2 separate regions of the Mus musculus genome follow, and region 1 is linked to region 2. A link is a contact called in public Hi-C data. All regions are on one chromosome and are shown on one strand. The core of a region is the stretch at or near the end of the contact, and the rest is flanking DNA. Distances in the headings are between cores, read along the strand shown.

Region 1 (4,220 bases), core at 441-2,940, 600 kb after region 2:
GTCACCTAAGACCATTGGAAAACAAAATTTATGATTCACAACAGTAGCAAAATTAGCTATGAAGTAACAAGACATTAAGAATTGTATGGTTATGGGGGCGGGTGACCACAACATGAGGAACTGTATTAAAGGGTTGCAGCACTAGGAAGGTTGAGAACCACTGGTTTAAGGGACGTCTATAAATATCAGCCAAGCCATTCATTAATAATGAAACATTTTAGAATGAACATAATTTGTCGAGTGGACTTACAGTTTTACTGTAGGTACCAAGTTGACATTAGACAAACTGAACCACAATCAGCCAGAACTTTGAGAATCGAGTTTGTAAACTGTTGCCCATCAGATGCAGCTGAGTTAACAAAGCCGTAACAGAGAAAGAGGCAAATAGCAATCAGTGAACACTAAAACTGTCCTGAGAGCCTAAGGCCTTTTACACATGCTGCTAAGTCTGGGTTTGGGACTCTCCACCCTTTTTAAAACTCACTCAACCTAAAACATTTCTAAACAAGTTAACTCGTTCTCTTTTTGGTGTGTTTAGTGGTCCTGACTTAGTGACTACACACACAGGAGAGAAAAGCACATAAATGATTTTGTAGAGATAAAAGAAAGTTTTGGACAAGTCGCCCCTGAGCAGAAGAAGTTGGGGCTCACTTTGCCTGTTAATGTAAAATACATCAGTCCTTCCCGGCAGGGGCTCCAGACCTGGCGGTGCCAAGGCGGTAACAAATAGCTCCACCTCTGAGGGGGAAATGGGCCGCCCAGCAGGAGCTTTCTTCCCTGGTGTGTTATTTATAGGGAGCTCTATTTGTTAACATGTTTCTGCTATCAGGCTGAAGGACAGCTAATGATTTAAAGGATTTCTGGGGCCATTGTTTAATGATAAGATTTGCAGATTCTAGGTCTACTGGTGGTTTAGATATTTAAATTGCTGCCACCGAGACTAGGAGGTTGTAGAAGGCTTAGCGCTGAGGGAGCAGGCAAGCAATAGACTAGATATTAGGATACAAAGTTCAAGTGCAGGGAGACGCTTAGAAGAAATCGGCAACTACACCAAGCTTCATGTGGGTAAACACATTTCCTGGAGCACTTCTAAGTTTCTACTTCTCAAATGTAAACGTAACAGGAAACAATGAATGAAACTCAGATTACCTGTGACCGATTTGAACAATCTGGAAGGATGACTGCACAGTTATGTTTAATTACATATTCATTTACAATAGTTTCTCTATAGAGTTCCAGTCAATGAATTAAAATTTCAAATACAGGGCCTCATTGTCACTTAATTAGCAAAGGAAAACTCTGATTTGAGACAGACAATGAAGTCATCAAAGCTGGTCAATTTAACCCAAAGAAAAGAATAAGTCATTCTAAAGGTCCTTTTCCAGAACAGCCAAAGCCTTTAGTGGTAAATGGTAAAAGGAATAAAACTGCAGAAACACATTGCTGGATCTAGAAAGGAATGCTTTAACAAAACAAAGGCAAAACAAAAAGACAAACAAATATATTTAGAGGGAGAAGAAAGAAATTAATGTATTTCTACTTAAAGTCATCATAACTCAAATGATTTTTATTAGAAATGTGCAATGCACTGAAGCGGCCTACAGGAAGCTGGGTCCTCTTCCCTAAGAGCCAATGCCAGGTGGGATTGTCTGTTCCTGCCTTTGTTCTCCTGGGCCCAGCCCCCTCAGGGCAGCTGAGCGCTTTCTCCCTTGAGCGAGGGTTTTCTCTTGCAGTCTGGTGGCTGGGTGGCACTGTTAGCATCTGTGAGGGTAGACCCACAAAGGCTTCTCCTCTTCCTAGGTAGCGCAGAAGAACCAACACCCTGGCTCTCACTGCCCGAGACAGCGGGCAGCGGCCCTGGGTTTTGTCCTGAGGATATGGTCTCTTCTTTGGAGGATGGACATTCAAATCCCCTGCTGTCTAAGGTGCAGATCGTCATTCTCCTTCTGGGCTTCTGCAAAGTGGAAGGACTTGGAGACAGCCACACAAGCCCTGTATTTTCCAAGTCTCTCTGGAGCCTTGTGCTGCGTCTCACCTTGGTTTTACTGCTTGTTCTCTGAAAGCTTTGCTCTATGGTGTTAGACAGCTCTTCAATCAGCTGCACGCTTTCTAAACTAATTTCCACAAAGTTTTCCCCACTGCAGGAAGACGCAGGGTTCCCATTTTGTTCCAGGTATGAACTCTGACCCCCACAACACACTGTGCGTCTTCTCCATTTCCTCTCTCTCCCACTGCCAGGGCTGCCATTCCCTGCACATTTCCTTCCCACATTCTCACTGTGGCTTGCGGGTTCTTTTATATTTTGAATGAGGACATCTTCTGAACAGTTAAGGTCTCTTTTTGAGTCAGTAGAGACAGGGCTGCCCTGCAGACTCCCCTGTGGAGCTAAGCATTCACTCTCTTTCTCACACTTTAGATTCATACTTTCTGAAACAATAAGGATCTCACAAGGATTTTCCAAATTTTGACCAGCCTTGAAAAGGTCCTGGCTCTGAGGGCTGCCCAGAGGTTTTGGATTCTTGGACACGATGTGATCTTGGGTCACAGAAGCCCGAGGCACAAGACCGCTTTCCATCTTGGTCCCGGGTTTTGGCTCCTTTGCACTTTGACACTTACTCTCCGCTCTGGTGTTCCCTTCACTGCCTGTGTCTCTGGTACTGGCATTTGGCCCTCGCTCAGAAGCAGTAGTGAGAGGCAACAGGTAGCAGCACTTGTCAGAGACCTGAGACTGATGATGAGCTGGGTCCAGCTCAGGCGAATCTGCCTTCTGTGGTAAGCGTCTCTTCCGTTGTGTGGGAATTTCAAACGAGTTCACTTCTTCCAGCTGACCACATTTGTTGAAATCATCTACGGGCATATAAGCACACTTAGAGTCAATTACAAAGGAACAGTGCAATGCCTGTCAAATGAGCAGTGTTTCATAGACATACATGCGCTCGCTATAATACGGTCGTTTTCAGCTTTCAGAACTTACACAGCCTACACTCATCACACGGTTCCTGTCCTCATCTGTCACTTTGTCCCTCTTACTGGCCCAGCCCACAGGTTAAGAAAACAAGTGTTCAACGCATGAATTAATACAGCACACAACTTCAGACTAGGAAAACGAGACTGCTGTCTTAAGCAGTTTCCTTTTCTCTAATGTACTTCCCAGAGCACGAGGTCCAATAGTGAGAGACGGTTCCTATTTACCTGAAAAAAAAAGGGATATCACAACTTTCCAATTCTTTTATGAATATCTTCTTGTAATAAGGTGATAAAAATCAGAATTCTTGAGTATTTAAAGACATAGCAGCTGAGTCGTACAGCAGTCATGTCTTCCAATAATTCCCATATAACTGTAGACAGAGCCATGGGCCACAATCTCAAAGAGCAGCCTTTGTTCCTCCTTTCTGACTAAATAAGCTTCGTTCTCTGGGTAAGAACACCACATGTAGCTTGGTGCATGTATTCATCACATGTAGCTTTGTGCATGTACTTCCTAGGTGAGAAAACCACTAGGAAGGGTTGAGATGAACAAGGAACATGTTCTACAGCAGTGGTTTTCAGCCTTCCTAACGCTACGATGCTTTAATGTAGTTCCTCATGGCTTGGTGACCACCCCCCAACCATAAAATTATTTTTGTTGCTACTTCTTAACTGAATTGTGCTACTGTTAAGAATCATAATGTAAATATCTGTGTTTTCTGATGGTCTGAAGTGGCCCCTGTGAAAGGGTCATTCGACTCCCAAGACGGCTGCAATTCACGGGTCAGCAACCATTGATCCAGAGGAACTCAGTTCTTATGACTTGAAATCAATGCTGTTAGATTCTGTCTCTATTATCTAAGATGTTATTAGCTCATCATCAAGTGAATATAAAAAGTGTTTTAAATGAAATCAAAGGTGAAAGATACATATAAAAAATAGCTAAGCCTAAAGTTTTTAAAAAAATCAGTTTCAATCTGAAAACACATTTATGATTAGAGCAGGTAAATAGTATGTAGAGTCAGATTCATACAGGTCAGGATTTACAATGAATATAGCAGCTAGGCTCTTTTATAACTTGGTACACACAAACACAGTTATATATATTCTAGCATAGTAGGAAAAAAATGGTGTTGGGGAGAGAAAGTTGTAGAAAGAGATGGAAAAAAATTGGAAATTCTTCAAACCTTCTTTTCGGGTGACAAGGTAGTTATAGATTAAAAAACAGGATAGAAGTATTTCCCTGCGATGAA
Region 2 (4,802 bases), core at 994-3,493:
GTCTTACCTTCTGCTACGTCATCATCTACTGCTCCTTTCACCTGAGAAAAACACCACTGAATATCATTCCCTCCTCCAGCTCCTGGAAGAAGAAAACATAGCAATTAAAACTGAGCTCTGTTCTGTTTACGCTTATAAACACAGAGATGGTTCCCGAGGCTGGCATCATAACTCCCTATGTAACTACCACTGAGCCCACAGATTTGGAACCAAATTGGCCTCCAATAGTTGGTAGTGTATTAAAAACAAGTCTGCAGGTACGAAATATCCAAAGACATACAGCCTACCAGTAATTATCATCATACAGATATTTAAAACCTCACTTCCACTTTTCCCTCTCCTTAAAGACAGTCAGAACCTTTCAAGTTAAAACCTACCAGGAAAAAACAAAAACAAAAACAAAACCAACCAAAGCACCAAAGTTAGTTTTCCTTTAAATGTACAAAAGGCCTACAAAAGAGTTATAAGGCTAAACTACCATGAAATATAGAACGAAGAGAAAACTTCGGGAACATTACTGCCTGAGAGGATGATTCATGTGGACTAAGCAAACACAACACCCATTTCTTTGCATTCGTTAGGAGCAAATCACTGGTTGCAGACAGAGGAAAAGGGGCGGAAATGCACGCCTGGGAAGAGATGGTCAAAGGAGGCTGCTCCTGCCACATTCACCTACTGCATCCAAAGGACCCAGAAAAAAGCAACCTTATTCGTTGCTCATCTCCTACAATACAGTTCCAATTATCATTTCATTGTTCAGCAAGGTCAAAGGGCAGCCTGTTTATATAGCAAACTGTAAACCAGTCCAGCATAACTTCTTTAAAGGTTCTATTATCTATGCAAATATTGAAAAGAAAGGAAAATTGGTTTAATCTCCGACACTCACTGCTCAGCACTGAAGAGGAAATGGGGGGATGGGGGCACCCCGGGATTTCTGGAAAAGAAACTCAATCTCAATCCAGAATTACTCTATGAGAGGAAGGGCTTCAAGACTAAATTGTACAAAGATAACCGACTCTCAAACGACATTAAACCTCGCTTTTCCTTTACCCATTCCTTGCTAAATTATTCTCAATCAGGCTTTCTCCCCCCGCACCCCCCCCGTCCCCCCTCAGCAAGGTTTTATAAAATCCCTCTCCCTTTGGCTATTTATATCGGCGAACTCCACAACTATTTTAACTCCAAGAAACCCTTCTGGGAAAAGGACATCTGCCCAAACGCTACCGTGCAAAATGCAAAGTTTAAATTACCTTTCTCTCCCACCCAGCCCCCACCCCAATCCTTGCAACTTCTATTAAAGGCTTAGCATTCGTGAGTGGCAAAAAAATAAGACACGGGAAGGGAGCAAAATCGAAAACGAAATTCAGGCTTACACCCTCAAAACCTGACCTACCCCATTAATGTTTGTGTGGTGCTGGGGGTTGGGGGGGGGGTGACCGTGAGTTGGGGGGGTGGGGGTATGCCTCCATTGTATTTTAACTTGCAAAGCTGTCTTCCTTCTTATCGGTCCAGAATACATTTCTACAGAAAGGTTCTCAGTAGACCGGGAAGAGGAATGAATATGTAAGGAAGAGCGGAGGGAGCAGGGTGCAGAGGGGACCCATCTGCACGCCTGCACCCGCCCCACCCACGCCGTCTCCCACCCCCAACGCACCCGTGCCGTGTTCCTGTAGTGCCAGGCCCCGGGCCCGGCCTCCAGGCCCCACAGTCCCAGCTCAGTGCCAGGCCCGCCCGCCCGCCCCACACTCGGCCAGCGCCCCAGGCCGAGGCCCCGCCACCACGGTCGCTAGGGGGTGACGGAGAGCGCGCAGAGGAAGCGGCACGGCACCCTGTCAGCCGCCCAAGGGCCGTTTCTTCTTTACCTGCCATGTCGCGCTGCAAATGGTGACCCTGCCGGGCTCGTCGGGGTCTCCGCGACCGGGGCTCAGCCCCCACACCTGGGGATGGGGGGATCGAGGGCGCGGATGGAGGCGGATGGCACCTGAGGGGGGAGGGGACCGGGACCGGGGCGGAAAGGAAGCGGCCCGGGTGGAGCGGTCGGCAGGATGGTGGCGTTCACTCAGGGGCGTCCCGTCTCGTGCTCCTTCTCTCGCGGTGGAGACGGCAGCGGCGGCAGTAGCGGCGGCGGCGGCGGTAGTAGTGGCGGCGGCAGCGGCGGCTAGGACAGCGACGGCGGCCGCGGCGGCAGGGACAGGCGACTCCACTTTCAAAATGGCGCCCGCTGGCTGGCCGGTGACGTCACTTGAGGGGGCGGAGCGTCTTTGGGGCGGGTCGTGCTGTGTTAGCCACGCCTCCTTCTTGTCTTGCTTTCGCCCCGCCCCGCCCGCTAGGATCCTTGAGAAGGTCCCTGTACAGAGCTAGAGCTGCACTTAGTTTGCTGTGGCTGTGGGCTGGATGTGCCAAGCCGCGGTGCCCAAGTGGCCAAGGCCTGGCCTGTCTGCACCTCTCACTGTCCCAAGCCGTAGAGCCAAGGCCGGAACTTTGGGATGGCCTCATATGTTCACTTATGCTCAACCACATGGTGAGCTGGCCCTCTCGAGAGAATACCCCTTTTGTTGCTCCAGTGACCCTGTGGGTGAGCCCCGGAGGCACCAAAATTAAGGGAGAGTGATGCATACTTGCCACTGCCTGCCCAAGGTGAGAGTTCACTGAGCCCAGAAGGACACAACTGGACTGGTTCCATCTGGGTGAATTAGGTTACCTTCCCATGGACTAGAGCCCTTGGCTACTGCGAGCAGTTAAGAATAGCTCGCCACAGAAATTGGATGTTGTGAATGCCGCAAAAAGTAGCCAAGGTCTTTTCAGATAAAAGTGGTAAAATCAATGATTAAGAAGGTATGTTCTGCTGGGCAGTGGTGGCATACACCTTTAATCCCAGCACTTGAGAGGCAGAGGCAGGCGGATTTCTGAGTTCAAGGCCAGCCTGGTCTACAGAGTGAGTTCCAGGGTAGCCGGGGCTACACAGAGAAACCCTGTCTTGAAAAACCAAAAGAAGAAGAAGAAGAAGGAGGAGAAGGAGGAGGAGGAGGAGGAGGAAAAAGAGGAGGAGGAGGAAGAGGAAGATATGTTCTTCTGGCCGTGGTGACACATTCCTATAATCTCAACAGCGCTTGTATTCATTTAAGAGGTTCTAGAGTTCAAGGACAGCTGAGTTTGAGGCTAGCCTGGGCTATCTATAGAAGACTCTGCCTAACATACATACATCAAACACATGCAAAAAATTAAAATAAATCCATTTAAATGTAGCCTCTTCCAGTCAGACTCTCTGACATTCCCCCCCCCCTTTCCTATTCACCTTTAACTAGGTCAAATGCCCTTTCTTAGTAGTGCCAAGCTCTCCTCCTAGAGAGAGGGAGGGGAAGGAGGCAGAGGCAAGCAGATTTCTGGAGGTCAGCCTGGTCTACAGAGCTAGTTCCAGGACAGCCAAGTCCACACAAAGAAACTCTGTCTTGAAAGACAGAAGGAGGGCTGGGTAGATGGCCTAGTGGTTAAGAGCACTGACTGCTTTCCCAAAGGTCCTGAGTTCAATTCCCAGCAGCCACATGGTGGCTCACAACCATCAGTAATGGGATCTGATTCCCTCTTCTGGTGTGCCTGAAGACAACAACAATGTACTCATCTTAAAACAGTTAAAAAAAGAAAGAAAGAAAGAAAGAAAGAAAGAAAGACAGGAGGAAGAGGAGGAGGAAAGAGAACAACAACAAAATGTGTCAGGTCCAAAGGAAACTTCCCAAACTGCAAAAGGCAGTTCAAATATCCAGAAATGAGCTCAGCCTGGACTATAGGAGGATTTCTGGAAGTTAGATTAAAAAAAAAAAAAAAAAAAAAAAAAAACAGCATTCTTCAGGAACTTGTGAAGCCAGGGGCCCTCTACCAAAAATGTCATTTCCCTCACTTCTGGCAAAAAGGAGATATAGCTACCTACGTTGCCTAACTGTATATCAAAGCACATGCTGGTATCCCAAGATCCTGTGGCACATTTCAGTCCACGCTAGTGTCCTGCCCTTCTTACCTCTCCTCTACTGTAAACTCCAGCCCTCGGGTGTTTCTCTCCCAAGCTACTCCTCCTTATGACCCTGCTATTCTGGCTGTTTCCTCTATATTTTATCCTCTGCTATTATTCTTCCCTCTCCGGCATGTTCAGTCTGTGCTCTGGACTCTTCCAGATGCCTCTGGCCACTCTCTCATATCTACAACAAAACCCTCCCCTTAACCAAACTATGAAGCAGTCATGTTGTCAGTTTATACAAATAGTCTCATAAAGTATAATGCACTTTTCTGTTTTCTTAAACCACATTAAAATGATCTCAGTCTGTGTCTGTTATTAGACAGAATTCTTTGAGGCTAGGAAGTATGTTATTCATCTCCCTATCACTAGCCACATAATTCATGGGACTAATGGATGAATAAATAAGTCTTCTGGATTGGGAAGAAAAACCACTTAAATGTTGGCTCCTTAAGGTTTGCTGAACTGTAAATATTTTCTCTCTCTTTTTTTAACTTTTAAGATTTCTTTAACTTGTATGAGTCTTTCGCCTGCATGCATGTGTGTGTACCATGTACATGCCTTGTGCCCTCAGAAATCAGAAGAGTGTGTCACACCCCTGGAACTTGAGTGACAGATGGTTGTGAGCTGCCATGTGGATGCTGGGAATTGAACCTCAGTCTTCTGCAAGAGCAACAAGGGCTCTTCACTGTTGAGCCAACTCTCCAGCCCTCATTCTTCTTAATGCCAGGGGAAAAAAAAAGAAAGAAAGAAAGAAAAGAGGCATTTTAGAAGTCATCTTGGTGATCTCACCTAC

The links. A called contact is a pair of places that touch in the nucleus more often than the background predicts.
Region 1: a Hi-C map of embryonic stem cells shows a contact between it and region 2, with 2.5 times the contacts expected there. The contact joins the enhancer-like site here to the promoter of Ppp2r2a in region 2. A contact is called at or near these places in 1 of 39 promoter capture datasets (hippocampal neurons), 3 of 484 Hi-C or Micro-C datasets (the C2C12 cell line, cerebral cortex and embryonic stem cells), 4 of 115 datasets of contacts at active chromatin or transcription factors (astrocytes, cardiomyocytes, embryonic hindbrain and 1 more) and 2 of 9 other capture datasets (adipose tissue and liver).

What each region holds. Positions count from the first base shown.
Region 1 is chr14:67,675,176-67,679,395 of GRCm38.p6, forward strand. It overlaps Cdca2 (cell division cycle associated 2), which reads right to left. Exons shown (of 15, transcript NM_001110162.1): 15 at 1,179-2,847. The coding sequence ends at 1,685. Among named protein-coding and RNA genes, the nearest start is that of Cdca2, 38 kb to the right of the region's middle. Within about 2 kb of position 1,691, at least 11 of the 459 cell types and tissues checked have an H3K27ac peak or open chromatin away from gene starts, as enhancers often do. A contact at or near this core is called in embryonic stem cells, where this site is marked.
Region 2 is chr14:67,070,228-67,075,029 of GRCm38.p6, forward strand. It overlaps Ppp2r2a (protein phosphatase 2, regulatory subunit B, alpha), which reads right to left and starts at 2,244. Exons shown (of 10, transcript NM_028032.3): 1 at 1,863-2,244; 2 at 8-82. The coding sequence starts at 1,869.